2 separate regions of the Rattus norvegicus genome follow, and region 1 is linked to region 2. Evidence: chromatin contacts called from public Hi-C data. All regions are on one chromosome and are shown on one strand. The core of a region is the stretch at or near the end of the contact, and the rest is flanking DNA. Distances in the headings are between cores, read along the strand shown.

Evidence for each region. Hi-C and Micro-C count contacts between places; a contact is called where the count stands out from the background.
Region 1: a Hi-C map of the A7r5 cell line shows a contact between it and region 2, with 3 times the contacts expected there. The contact joins the promoter of Tgfb3 here to the enhancer-like site in region 2. A contact is called at or near these places in 10 of 12 Hi-C or Micro-C datasets (the A7r5 cell line, the Rat2 cell line, Schwann cells and 6 more) and 1 of 1 datasets of contacts at active chromatin or transcription factors (oligodendrocytes).

The regions. Positions count from the first base shown.
Region 1 is chr6:111,453,269-111,459,085 of GRCr8, reverse strand. It overlaps Tgfb3 (transforming growth factor, beta 3), which reads left to right and starts at 2,140. Exons shown (of 7, transcript NM_013174.2): 1 at 2,140-2,889. The coding sequence starts at 2,538.
Region 2 is chr6:111,341,617-111,347,674 of GRCr8, reverse strand. The region is part of intron 29 of Ttll5 (tubulin tyrosine ligase like 5); the gene reads right to left. Among named protein-coding and RNA genes, the nearest start is that of Tgfb3, 110 kb to the left of the region's middle. Within about 2 kb of position 4,509, at least 17 of the 93 cell types and tissues checked have an H3K27ac peak or open chromatin away from gene starts, as enhancers often do. A contact at or near this core is called in the A7r5 cell line, where this site is marked.

The sequences.
Region 1 (5,817 bases), core at 891-3,390, 110 kb before region 2:
CCCCCTCCCCTGCTTCATCCCGCCCCATGAATTTACATATGCCCTTAGTGTTTTTGACTCTCTTCCCATTCTGAAATGCAAATTCCATAAAAGTTTGTTCAGTGTCTTATCCTCGGCACCTAGAACAGTGCAGGGCATGTAACAAATGCCAAGGCTATCCCTCAGGGCCAGCAATTAAGAGCACACATGGCTCTTGCAGAAGACAGGGGCTGGATTTCAGGTACCTATGCTGGGTGACTCACAATCTTCTGCAACTCCAGCTCCAGAGGAATGGCTGCTGCCCTTCTCTGATTTCCAAGGTTACCAGCACACAAGTTCACATACCCACATATGGGCACACACACACACACACACACACACACACACACACACACGACAGACAGACAGACAGACAGACAGACAGACAGACAGACAGACAGACAGACAGACAGACAGCTCAGAGCTGTGTGACCAAGAAATCTCTTTTAAGGTTTCTCCACACCTAGGTTTCCTCAAGGTAGCCCAAGTTAAAATAATGCCCTTCCAGATTAGACAGCCTGTGGTTGACATCTCCATTACCCACATGCAGTGTGGCCTTGAAAACACAACTATTCTCAGTTTCTTCAATTGTAAAATAACACATTAACATCTCTCCATTTGGGACGTTGGAGCCAGGAGGCCTCTCAGAAAGGGTCCAGGAGACTTGGAAGAACGTGGGCAGCCCGGCCTGGGTCTGGCCTAACTGATGCTGCTCAAGAGAGAAAAAGACCTAAAAAACCCTCCTGGGAAACGGGTTGGGGCCAAGTGCTCAGCCGCACTGGATGGGGAGCGGCTGGCGCGTGGGGTCGGGACGTGATCGCAGGATCTGGTGTTGCTTGCCTCCAAGCTTCTGTCACTGGCGGCCCTGCCTCGCCAGAGGGCACCCTCGGCCTTCCGGAAAGTGCCATCATTTACCCCAGCAGCAGCTGCCGGGCTCGGGATGGTCAGTGAGGAACCGCTGCCAGGATCGCGGCCGAGCCCGGTTCCACCCTGGGGCCTGGAGAGAGTGGCCGGACCGCCCGGCCCTTCTCCCCTAGCGAACCTAGCCTGTGTCCCCTGTCCGACCGGGGGCGATCCGGGACGCGGGGGAGGCGAGAGCGCGAGGCGGGGAGCGTGGACTGACAGCTGGCCCCGGCGCAGAGGGGCCGGGGTAGCAGGAGGGAGGGGGCTCGGGAGTAACTTTCCAGAAAAACAGCCAACGTGTAGCAGGAATGACTCCAAGAGGAGGGGAAAAAAAAGTTCAGTTACCACGTCGAACCAGAGGACTCACAAAGTATTTTTCAAATGGGCTCGGCTTTTCCTGTGCCTGTTTAAAACATTAAAACCGTGCAGCGAGAGAGGCTGTGTGCGCTGGTCCCTCCCTCCCTCCCCCACCCCAGGCCGATACGTCATGGGAGGGAGGTATAAAATTTCAGCAGAGAGAAATAGAGAAAGCAGTGTGTGTGCATGTGTGTGTGTGAGAGAGAGAGAGGGAGAGGGAGGAGAGGGAGAAGGGGAGAGAGAAAGGGAGGGAAGAAGAGGGCCGAGTGTAGGGGGCTGAGCCACAGAGAGGCGAGACGCGCACGGGAAGGGCCTTGCGGAGGAAGAAATAACGCTTTCCGGAGTCAGCTGCGGTGAATCGGCTTCTATTTTCTTTTTCTTTTGATTTTTTTTTTAATTCCTAAAGAGAAGCAAGGGACAGAAGCCATGGCCGAGAGAGAAGATAAGCTGAGATGCTGGTGACCCTGGGTCCAAGTGGATTATCGGAGCTGTCTCCAAGAGGCCTGCCCTCCCAGTTTGCCAGTTGTATATAATCCCTCATCCCAGCCAATGAAGAGGAGAGGCAGCGCGAACAGAGTCATTTAGAAAGCCCCCGAGGAAGTGTAAACAAAAGGGAAAGCATGAATGGAGTGCTCCCGAGACAAGTGTGTCCCGCACTGCCCCCACCTTTAGCTGGGCCTGCCGTTGCCCAGCGCTGCCTCTCCCCACATACCCACTGGTGATTTTTTTTAAACATTTTTTTCCTTCTCTTTTCCATTCGCTTTTCTAATTCTCCCTTCAGGGCAAGGCAAAGAGCTTGATTTTTGGGACCCAGCCATGGCTCTTCTGCACTTTCTTTAAAATACTCACTTTCTCCTCATCGCCAAGCGGCGTTTGGCAATATCAGATATCCGCTCTATTTATTTTTACCTAAGGAAAAACTCCAGCTCTCTTCCCACTCCCAGCTGCCTTGCCACCCCTCCCAACCCTCGGCTTGCCCTCCACCTGGCCTGCTGGGAGTCAGAGCCCGGCAGAACCTGTTTAGATATATGGACAAGAATCCCAGCGCTACACAGCACACAGTCCGCTACTTCGTCCCGGGGTTGCCAGCGCTTCCTGGGAGTCCTGAAGCTCACACAGCGCAGTGAGTTCATGCACCCTCTTGCCAAGCCTCAGTCTTTGGGATCTGGGGAGGACGCCTGGTTTTCCTCCCCCTTTCTACTGGGGTCTCCTCCTTGCCAGGCCTCCCCAGTCCCCTGGCCTCGTTCCTGGGTTCACACATGAAGATGCACTTACAAAGGGCTCTGGTGGTCCTGGCCCTGCTGAACTTGGCCACAGTCAGCCTCTCTCTGTCCACTTGCACCACCTTGGACTTCGGCCACATCAAGAAGAAGAGGGTGGAAGCCATTAGGGGACAGATCTTGAGCAAGCTCAGGCTCACCAGCCCCCCTGAGCCGTCGGTGATGACCCACGTCCCCTATCAGGTCCTGGCACTTTACAACAGCACCCGGGAGTTGCTGGAAGAGATGCACGGGGAGAGGGAAGAAGGCTGCACTCAGGAAACCTCGGAGTCAGAGTACTATGCCAAAGAGATCCATAAATTCGACATGATCCAGGGGCTGGCGGAGCACAGTAAGTCCCAATGCTTGCTGGGTGTCTGCTCTGGAGGGGATGAACTGGAAAAGGGAGTTCCACAGAGGGGGGGCCTGGTGGCCCTTATACAGCAGAGCGCACCCCCGGGGGTTCAATACAGAGGTCAGGCCCTGCAGCTGCAGCTGGGTAGGTGGGTGGGAAAGGCGCAGAGACATTCTGGTAAGAGCCAAGGGCTTCAAGAGGCCAGGAGCCCTGAAGCCAAGTGGCGTTCGGAACTCCTAGGACACCCTTGGTGGGTAGTAACTGGGAACTGTATAGTGCCACCTAAGGAAACATGTTCTTACATATCTGTGTGTGAGAACACATAGAGGTTCACTGTGAGCACGTGGGTTCTGTAGAGGGGTGGGCTGGCTGGCCCCCAAATCCTCCTGGTCATCTGAGTCTGGACATCTCCATATTCTCCCTGCTTTTCCTGGCTCCTTATACCACATCTCTGGGTCAGCTTCCCGGCTTTCAGGAAACACAGTGTACCTGCCTCAAATTTGAGTTTGTTAAGCTGCTTTTGGAAGCCCAACCGAGGCTTTTCAGTCTAACACACACACACACACACACACACACACACACACACACACACACACACACACACACACGTGACCCACGTGAGCTGGGAGGGGGAGGGTAACACATGTATATTCCCACATACGTGGACTTTTGGGCAATATGGACTCTTACATTACACAGTAGACAGATTCATATGCATAAAGCAGGGCCTCCCAGGCTAATGGACACAGGAGGCCAGGATTGAGGTTCTGGATAGCCCAAGGCATCTGCCCAAGGGATGGCTGCGGGGGTGATGGGGATGTGTGTCTGGAAGTTTCTTCCCAGGAGGCTGCTGTCTGCGGAGGAACTGTGAAGCTTCTGGGTGAGACGCCTGTGTGTGTTTGTACACGTGTGGAAGTCATGTGTGTTTACTGAATGGGGATTTAAAAAAGCTCAATACAAGAGAGAGAAATTTGGCAGATGTTGAGAAACTGACAGCCCAGGAAAGAGGAATGTAAGCGGCTCTGGGCCTGAGTCCGGGAGCTGCTCTGTTTGCTTTTCCTGCCAGCAGGTGTCCTCCGTGCCCCGGTGACTTCAGCCCAGGCCCACCTCCCAGGTGGGCAGTGCCCAAGTTGGGGTGGAAGGGTTGGCTGGAGCCAGGAGGCTGGCATAGTCAGAGTGGCCATGGGGCAAACAGCAGGAGGCTAGAGAAACCCGGCTGCAGGGAAGGAACAGGAGTGAGCGCCAATGGGTGGAGCCGCTCTCAAGGAAGATGCAAAAGGCCAGTAGGAAGCTGGTCTACACCAGGCAGAAAGAAAAGTGTAGTTTCTGGAGGCAGGGATACAGGTGTTCTCGGGGCAGTTTCCTGTGACTGGCTGGAGTATCACCTTTTCTTAGGATCTGGCTACCCATGCAGAGTCCAGGCTGGAAACTAGACAGACCTGGAGCTCCCTGCCTAGGGTCTGCTTACTGGTGTCCGTTCAGGGACTGCCTGGTGACCACAGTTTATAGAGTCATCCAGGATTAGATGGGATGAACCCTTGACTCCTTGGTCACCTACCAAGGCGAGTCATAGTAGCCACAGATATCAGAGAAGGTCACAAGTCTGAGGGAAGTAGAGGATAAGAGGGTGGCCCTGGAACCCTCACAGTCTGGGTCAGGAAGAGAGTCTGAGAAGAAGGGATTCTGAGTCACTAGGGCCCACCCTGTCTAGAGCCCTGAGATGATGATGAGCAATCCATGTGAACACACGGCTACACAGGTAGGTGTGGATGTGGATTTTGTGCAGAAATCTAGGCTACAAAAGATGTAGCCTCAGACAAAGCCAGGACAGCCCACCACAGTTGTTGTGCAGTTCCCAGGTTGTAACATCAAGGGAAGTCATGGGGACAATGGAGTAGCGGTCTAGCCTGTGACAACTTGGCGCAGTGAACAAGAATATTTTCTCAATGCTAAGGAGGAGTCAGGGTTCAGTGGGGCAGAGGCAATGCCACGGAGGCTCACAGTACCATCAGGAAGCAGGCCCAGGCACTCTGCAGCTGGCACAGGTGATGTGAGAGATGAACAGACACCAACCTGAGCCCACCCTGCAGCTGGTTAGGTGGTGGCTCGACCTGGCTGCACAAGGCACGCTAAGTACAGAGAGGGCTATGGCAGCTGCTGAGCAGAGGACGAAGCCCGTCCTGAACTTCCTTTTGTTTGTTTGGGTTTTTGTTTTGTTTTGTTTGTTTGTTTGGTTTTGTTTTTTTTTTGTTTTGTTTTTTTGTTTTTTTTTTGTTTTTTTTTTTTTCTGAGATAGAGTTTCTCTGTGTAGCCCTGGCTGTCGTAGAACTCACTCTGTAGACCAGGCTGGGCTTGAATGCACAGAGATCAGCCTGCCTCTGCCTCTTAAGTGCTAGGATCAAAGGCGTGCGACACGCATTTTAAGGCCACTGTTAATCTTCATGCTCTAGTAGAACCCTGGCCTGTGACACAGATGAACTCTAGGTTAACCTCACCAGGAAAGGACAGCAGGTCCTTTTGTAACCCAGGTACCTAGCGGCTTGGGAATAAACAGGGTTTGTTTCAGCTTCACTGTTGGAGGCGAGACAGGGGATTTAAATGGCGTACATACTCACTGAACCCAGCTTCCGGGACCGGGCTTCCTTTCTCTCTTACACAGCCTCAAGCAGGATTAGTAAGCCCAGCCATGTGGTGTTTCTTCCCAGAGCCTCCATTTCCTTGTGTGAGGTCATCTCTCAGCTCCCTTTCACTTTGAATGGATTTGTCAGGCCTGGGGCTGATTTGCCTGGGTGTCTGCTAGGAGACAGAGGCAAGACTCTGTAATCTCGTAGTTCTCTAAGATGTTGCCATGGGAAACGAGTAGGTGCTGTCTCTGACTCATGTACTGGGGAAGGATACAGTTGCTTCGGTTCTGTTATCATCCCC
Region 2 (6,058 bases), core at 3,260-5,759:
GACATCACACAGTGATGCCCTCAGGCTCTACAGGGGCTGCAAAAGGGTGTGGGGCAGGAAATGCCGATCCAACAGTTCCCTGGTTCTGTCGTTGACTTGAGGGAACTGAGAGCACCCAAGAATCCACTCCAAACTGCTCCTCATTGCAGCCGCTAGGACCTGCACGGTGTCAGGTGTTAGGAGTCTATGGTCATTAAAACACAGGTGCGAGGAGGAGCTGTTCCTTCAAACTTCTTCAACCCAAACTCCTGTTTGTTGTTTAAAGTGCTGAGGCCTTCGCTGAGCTTGCTCAGGAGCCTGCTCAGCTGGGAGTCAGGAAAGCTGCCTGGACTCTCGTCCAGGTGAGTTGTCAGTGCTGGGTAAGGCCTTGATGATCACCAGTGTTTCCCTACAGAAGTGAGAGGCAAAGACAGCCTTCCCTCCGAGCTCTTTCACTTGAATATATGTAAAGATAACGGCGGGATAGTGACAGCAACCTAAGAGCGGATTAGAGACACGGAGGGCAACCTGAATGCTGCTTCAGCCTTCTCTGCCTGTAGGGTTCAGTCAACTTCAGATCAAAAAGAATTAATTGAGTCTGTACTGAACATAAATTTTTCCATAATGACAAATAATTCTCTATAATGTTATAATGGCTCTCTGCATACATAATATTAGGTATTACAACTAATCTGGAGACAAAGCATGTGTGGGCAGGTGTGTGTGAGTGATGTGCAGACACTACATAATGTCGTATGAAGGACTACAGTACCTGAGGCTCTGGTACCTGCAGGGTCCTCTAACTTCTTTTTCAGTGATACTGAGGGATGACTAGAATTTCTCAGTTCTACCCAGGCACAGGAATCCGCTATTTAAGACTCTAAAAACTAAGTATCAACTTCATTCAGATGGCTAAACTCTTACAAAGTGAAGTTACTTGAGATAGTATGTGTCTATGTGTGTTCACCCTGTGAGATTGGACAACATTTTACCTTTGCCACTCTGGGTGCGAACTGGCAAAGCTCACGATGACAGACTAGCAGTCTGTATTTCATTTCTGACTCGTGGGCAAGAAGGAGCTGCTTCTACTTCTTTTTCTTCATAGATGAGGCCCCAAGTTCCCAAGCCTCCTTTGCTCTGGCACAATGCCCAGCCAGTCGTGAGGACACATTTCCTGTGTTTACCAACATCCCTCAGCTGCTCTCACAGTAAGAAGTGACCCTGTGACAAATTGGAGCTGCCTGGGTCTACACCTATCCCCGAGAAGGTTATATTACTGTGGCTGAGTGGGCACAGAAAGTGGGACGCTTAGGGAAATATGCAGAACTTTGCTGGTCCTATGCTGGGGAAGTCCCAGGCTCCTGGGATGTCAGCGTGGAGTTCTCAGGGGGATGAAGGTCAGGTAAAGTTTGTTTTATGAGAAAGAGGAAAAGAGAAATATGTGGTGAAAAATCACTTCTGGAGAGCTCCAACATAAAAGAACTGTTTTGTTAGCCTGCCCCCCACCCCACCCCCAAAGTGGTTTCTTTCTGTGTTGTGCTCTTTGGCTGAAGATTGGTGTTTATATAACAGGATGAAGTACAAAATTATAAGCTCCAAACTCCTCCCGAGAAAGGCTGTCCCAAAGCTCGACCCCCAGGACAGATGGAAAGTGTGAGTGTTTCCTGGCTGGGACACTGAGCTGCCATGGGAATGTCAACATCCAGAAGATAGCAGAGAGGAAGGCGCTGTGCAGTCTCTGCCCCTCGACAGAGTTCAGCAAGGGCACTTTCTCCTTGGCTCATCCCCGAGACTGCCCGGCCTCTGAAAGACTGCCTCTGGGTAATCCGGCTCAGGTGCTCCTCGGGGCGGAGGCTGTGCTATCTAGACAGCACAGGGCAGAGTGCTGCAGTAGCGTCTCACCTTGGGCAATCTGATTTAAAGTCAATCTCTTGGAGTCAGTCTGCCCAAATCATCCCCCACCCAGCCCTCCAACTCAAGTTATCAAGAACCTATACCTAAACCAGGCATTCTGCTATGCTGGCTACTTCCACACACAACTCCACTGAATCTTTAACAACTAACGAGGTAGGTGTTATTATGCACATTTTAAAAAGATAGGAAGGGTTGGGGATATAGCTCAGTGGAGAGTGCTTGCCTAGCAATGCACAAGGCTGTAGGCTTAACCTCTGTTAATGAACACACACACAGGTTGGGGGGTAGTAGAAGGCGTGGCTAACTGTAACTTGTCCAAGGCTACAGGCTCACTTGAGAAAACCAAGGTTTGTCATACCCTTAGGTTCTCTCCCTTTCTGCTGCCGTACTCCTTCCCGGCAGGGATTCGGACCCACTTCCTATAAAGCTGGCAGCTTTGGTTACTGAACAGTTTCTGCGGAACATAGACCTCTCTTCTGAATCTTTACACAGATTTCTCATGTTGTTGTTTTATAAAGTGTTCTAAAAAGCATACAGTTTTGTATTTCCCATCTTATGTGTTCTGTCAGGCATGCTAAGTACATTCACATTACTCTACAACAGTTCCTAGAATAGTTTCATTTTGCAAGGCTGAAACTCTGTGTCCACCAAACACTGACTGATACTTCCTTTGCTCTTGCCCAGCCCTTGGCAACCACCTATAGTCTATCTCTATGGCCTGTATGGTGTACAGAGTGCATATGTTTGTCCCTTTGTGACGAGCTCATCTCAGTACACTAGCTAAAGGTTCTGACATGCTGGAGTAATAATGTGTGAGAGGACTGTAGCCTTCATTCTCTTTCCAATTGCCCGGGCCATGAAACACAGTTACCTGCTATGTGCTGCCTGTCATGGCTCTCTAACTGTTTCCCATGTATACAACCCCTTCTCATAGCAGATGTTAACTTCTTGGTGATCAAACACCAAGGATTGCATATCTTTTATTCCCTATCTACCTGCAAACCCTCTACTGAGAACATGGACCACACAGTCTGAACATCAGCAGCTACTGTGTTACTGGATGCTCCACCCCGGCATGTAGCACAATGCCTGACATAGGAAATGGGCAGGAAATACCATGAAGAGATGAACACACCAAGTGCTGCTGTCCAGGGACTGAGAACAAAAAGATGTTAAGTCAGAGGCCTGACACCCCCAGCATTACCTAGGACAAGTAATTTAAACAAACAGAGAAAAATGTTAGCTAAGCTGGAATAAGAATCTTTGAAAAACTTATTCTAAATGTTACATGCAGCAGGATACCAGGCTCTTTGACTGGTTGCTGAAGAGGAGGACAGAGGGGAGGAGTAACAAAGCCTGTTACTGTTATTGCCAGGATCCCCATTCTCAGGTAGAAAGCCAAGTGTGGAGATAAAAGCGCTTACTCGGGAGCTAGGGCACCCCATGCCCACAATAGCTTGTCCTATCACAAGGAGGAATAAACTCAGCTTGTATTCTGTCAACTCTCCTAACTTTAACATCGAGGAACAGACAAATCCCCAGGATATGTGCGTGTGTGCGTGTGTATGAAAAAGCCAGAGATGGATAAAAATAATTCAATGACAAATACTGGAAAAAACACACAAAGGGGCAGAGGCCAGACATTCGTGGGATTCCCTGACAGCTCGACCCACAAGGAAGGGCTGGTCTGGAAAAAACAGGACCTCAGGTTCCTGCCAAGCTGTCTGAGGCCCCGTCCTTCCCAAATCACTCCAAGTAGCAGCCAAGACTTTATAGTAACCCTTTCAGGTCTTGCGGAAGGACTCAACGAGAAAAGCACCCTCAGCCCATCGAGTGCTCCTCACCTAGAACGTCTCCCTGATGACAAGTGGTCCAGCCATGGAAGGTTGGCAGTAGAGAGGAAAGAGACTAGCACACCTGCTCACAGCCTCAAATGATTCCCTCTGTGCCCAGAAAACAGATGATGGGAAACCCAACCTAGCTCACTAGCTGGAGAAAATCCAAAACAGCCAGGTACTAACATCTAGAGAGCAGAGATAAGGCCTGAGGAAAAGGTCATAAACTTGTGGTACCTGCATCCTGGAGTCCTGCTGGGTAATCCCACACTGGCCTTGCTTGAGGCATGCCTCAGGCTTATACACACGTGACTGCATTTGGCCCTAACAAGTCTCTCTTCTGGAGAATGGCCTGCAATTAATCTCACTTATTACCTCTGAAAAGTAACAACAGAAGAGTGGCGGGCCAAGTCCAGCTCCAGAGTGTCTAGGGAACTGCAAGCTGCATGGCCAGGTCTCAGACTGTCTGGGCAAGTTGTGGCTCTTTGCCTTCCTCTCCCACAACAAAGCCTAAGCAGGGACTCCAGACAGACCAAAGGAACCAGGGGATTTGAGGCGCTGGACTGAGCTCACACTGGCCCAATGGGAGACGACAGCCCTGAGGCTACACTTGGAGCCGTTTCCAACATCGAGGGAAGAATAAGGTTGTCTGGTGAAAACTTGTGCGATCCATGAAACGGAGAACAATAGCAACGGGGAAATGAGGAGTAACACTATCTGTGAGTCCTCGTGAGTCACTGGTTATTCATTCCTGTGGCTACCAAGTCTCCAAGTTCTCCGACAAGCTGACAAAAGCACAGCCAGCACTGGGAGTCTGTCTCTACATTTTAGCTTCGCTGGGCAGCCTAGCTCACTGAACTAGCAGACTATCAGCCTGGAATCTGTTGTTGCCATCACAGAAACCAGTGAGAGTACCTTCTATTTACTTAGCCTCCACTTCCAAGGAGATCAAAGGCAACACAAAAGCTCTCAAAACAGACCAGCTTACATGCAAGCATGCTACCCTATAAAAAGACGAAGCAACTAGCTAAGGGTCTCTTGGTGTCAAAAGCAGTATAAAACTCACATCTTTAAGCTACGACTCCCATCTTCCTTAAGCTTAGTTCCTTCTCACTACAAAGGAGGAACAAAAGACTAAGTCAATATCCAAAAATACCCTCTTCACAGGGACTTACCATGTGAAAATGAAAATCAGGATTCAGGACTGAGCAGAATGCCTCTGGCTGGGACCACAGCACAGCCCAAACTAAGACCTCAGAATTCACTCAGCACTGCTCCTGGGTGGCTGCTCCCAGGGCTCCACAGGAACTGGAACCTTCAGGTTGAGGCCCTAGCTGTCCTAGCAACCAGAGGTTACTTGGGAGCCACGGAAGACTTCCCGAGGCTCCTTAGACTGCACTGGAGTCTGGCAGCAGGCTTTATGCTTAAATAGAAGCAGATAGAGCTGTAGACCAGTAAACCAAGATGGAAAGCACAGGGAACTACACAGGGCTGCACTCTGGCTGCAGAGGCACTGAGGCAAACACAATACACCAAGTCACTGCAGGCCTGAGTCTGGCTGGGAGAAGGTCAAAGGAAATTAGGTCTCGGCTCGGACTTTGACATATCCTATCATTTTTTTCCTCTTATTTTCAACAGGTGCTACCAAGAGAAATGTCTTCAGCTATCCAGAACTTTTATTAAAACCACCCCCACCAAATATGTGAAGTGCTACAAACTCCCCCTCAAATGTGTACTCCGACATTTGTTTACAGTAAGAGAGTGCCTGTTGTCATTCACATAGACTAGCAGAGGCTGCAGCACAAATGTGTTCCACAGGACTGCTGGCTCTGCCCTGGTGTGAAAACAGAATACTGCAAACACTTGCAAGGTGAACAAAGCTGTTACGTATAAACAGCTTCCTTTCTATGACTTCTATTTCAGGAATGTGGTTACTCTGTAGATTGTAGATCAGACAACAGACTTTTCCTATGGGGAGGACTTTGTGGAGAGCGCCCAGCCTTAAAGTGCTGCAGCCTTGTTTGTCTGCAACTCTTTTGAGTTGGTTCTTCTGATCCCAACCACAATGACCATGGGAATAAGAGACACCATTCCTGGGCATGATGTAATGTGCTTATGTCACTTCCGGGACATGGTTTCTGTTTCCCAAATTAGCTCCTTAAATACTAATTCTGACACAAACAGCAACTTCAACAGTTAGGTAATTCCTCCCTCCCCAGGTCTTTCATCTTCCTTCTCAAGCTTCCAGCAAGTAGCACAGAAGAGATAACAGCTGGGATTACTGGCACAGGGTGGGGGTGGGGGTGCAGGGAGTGGGGCTGACACACTGA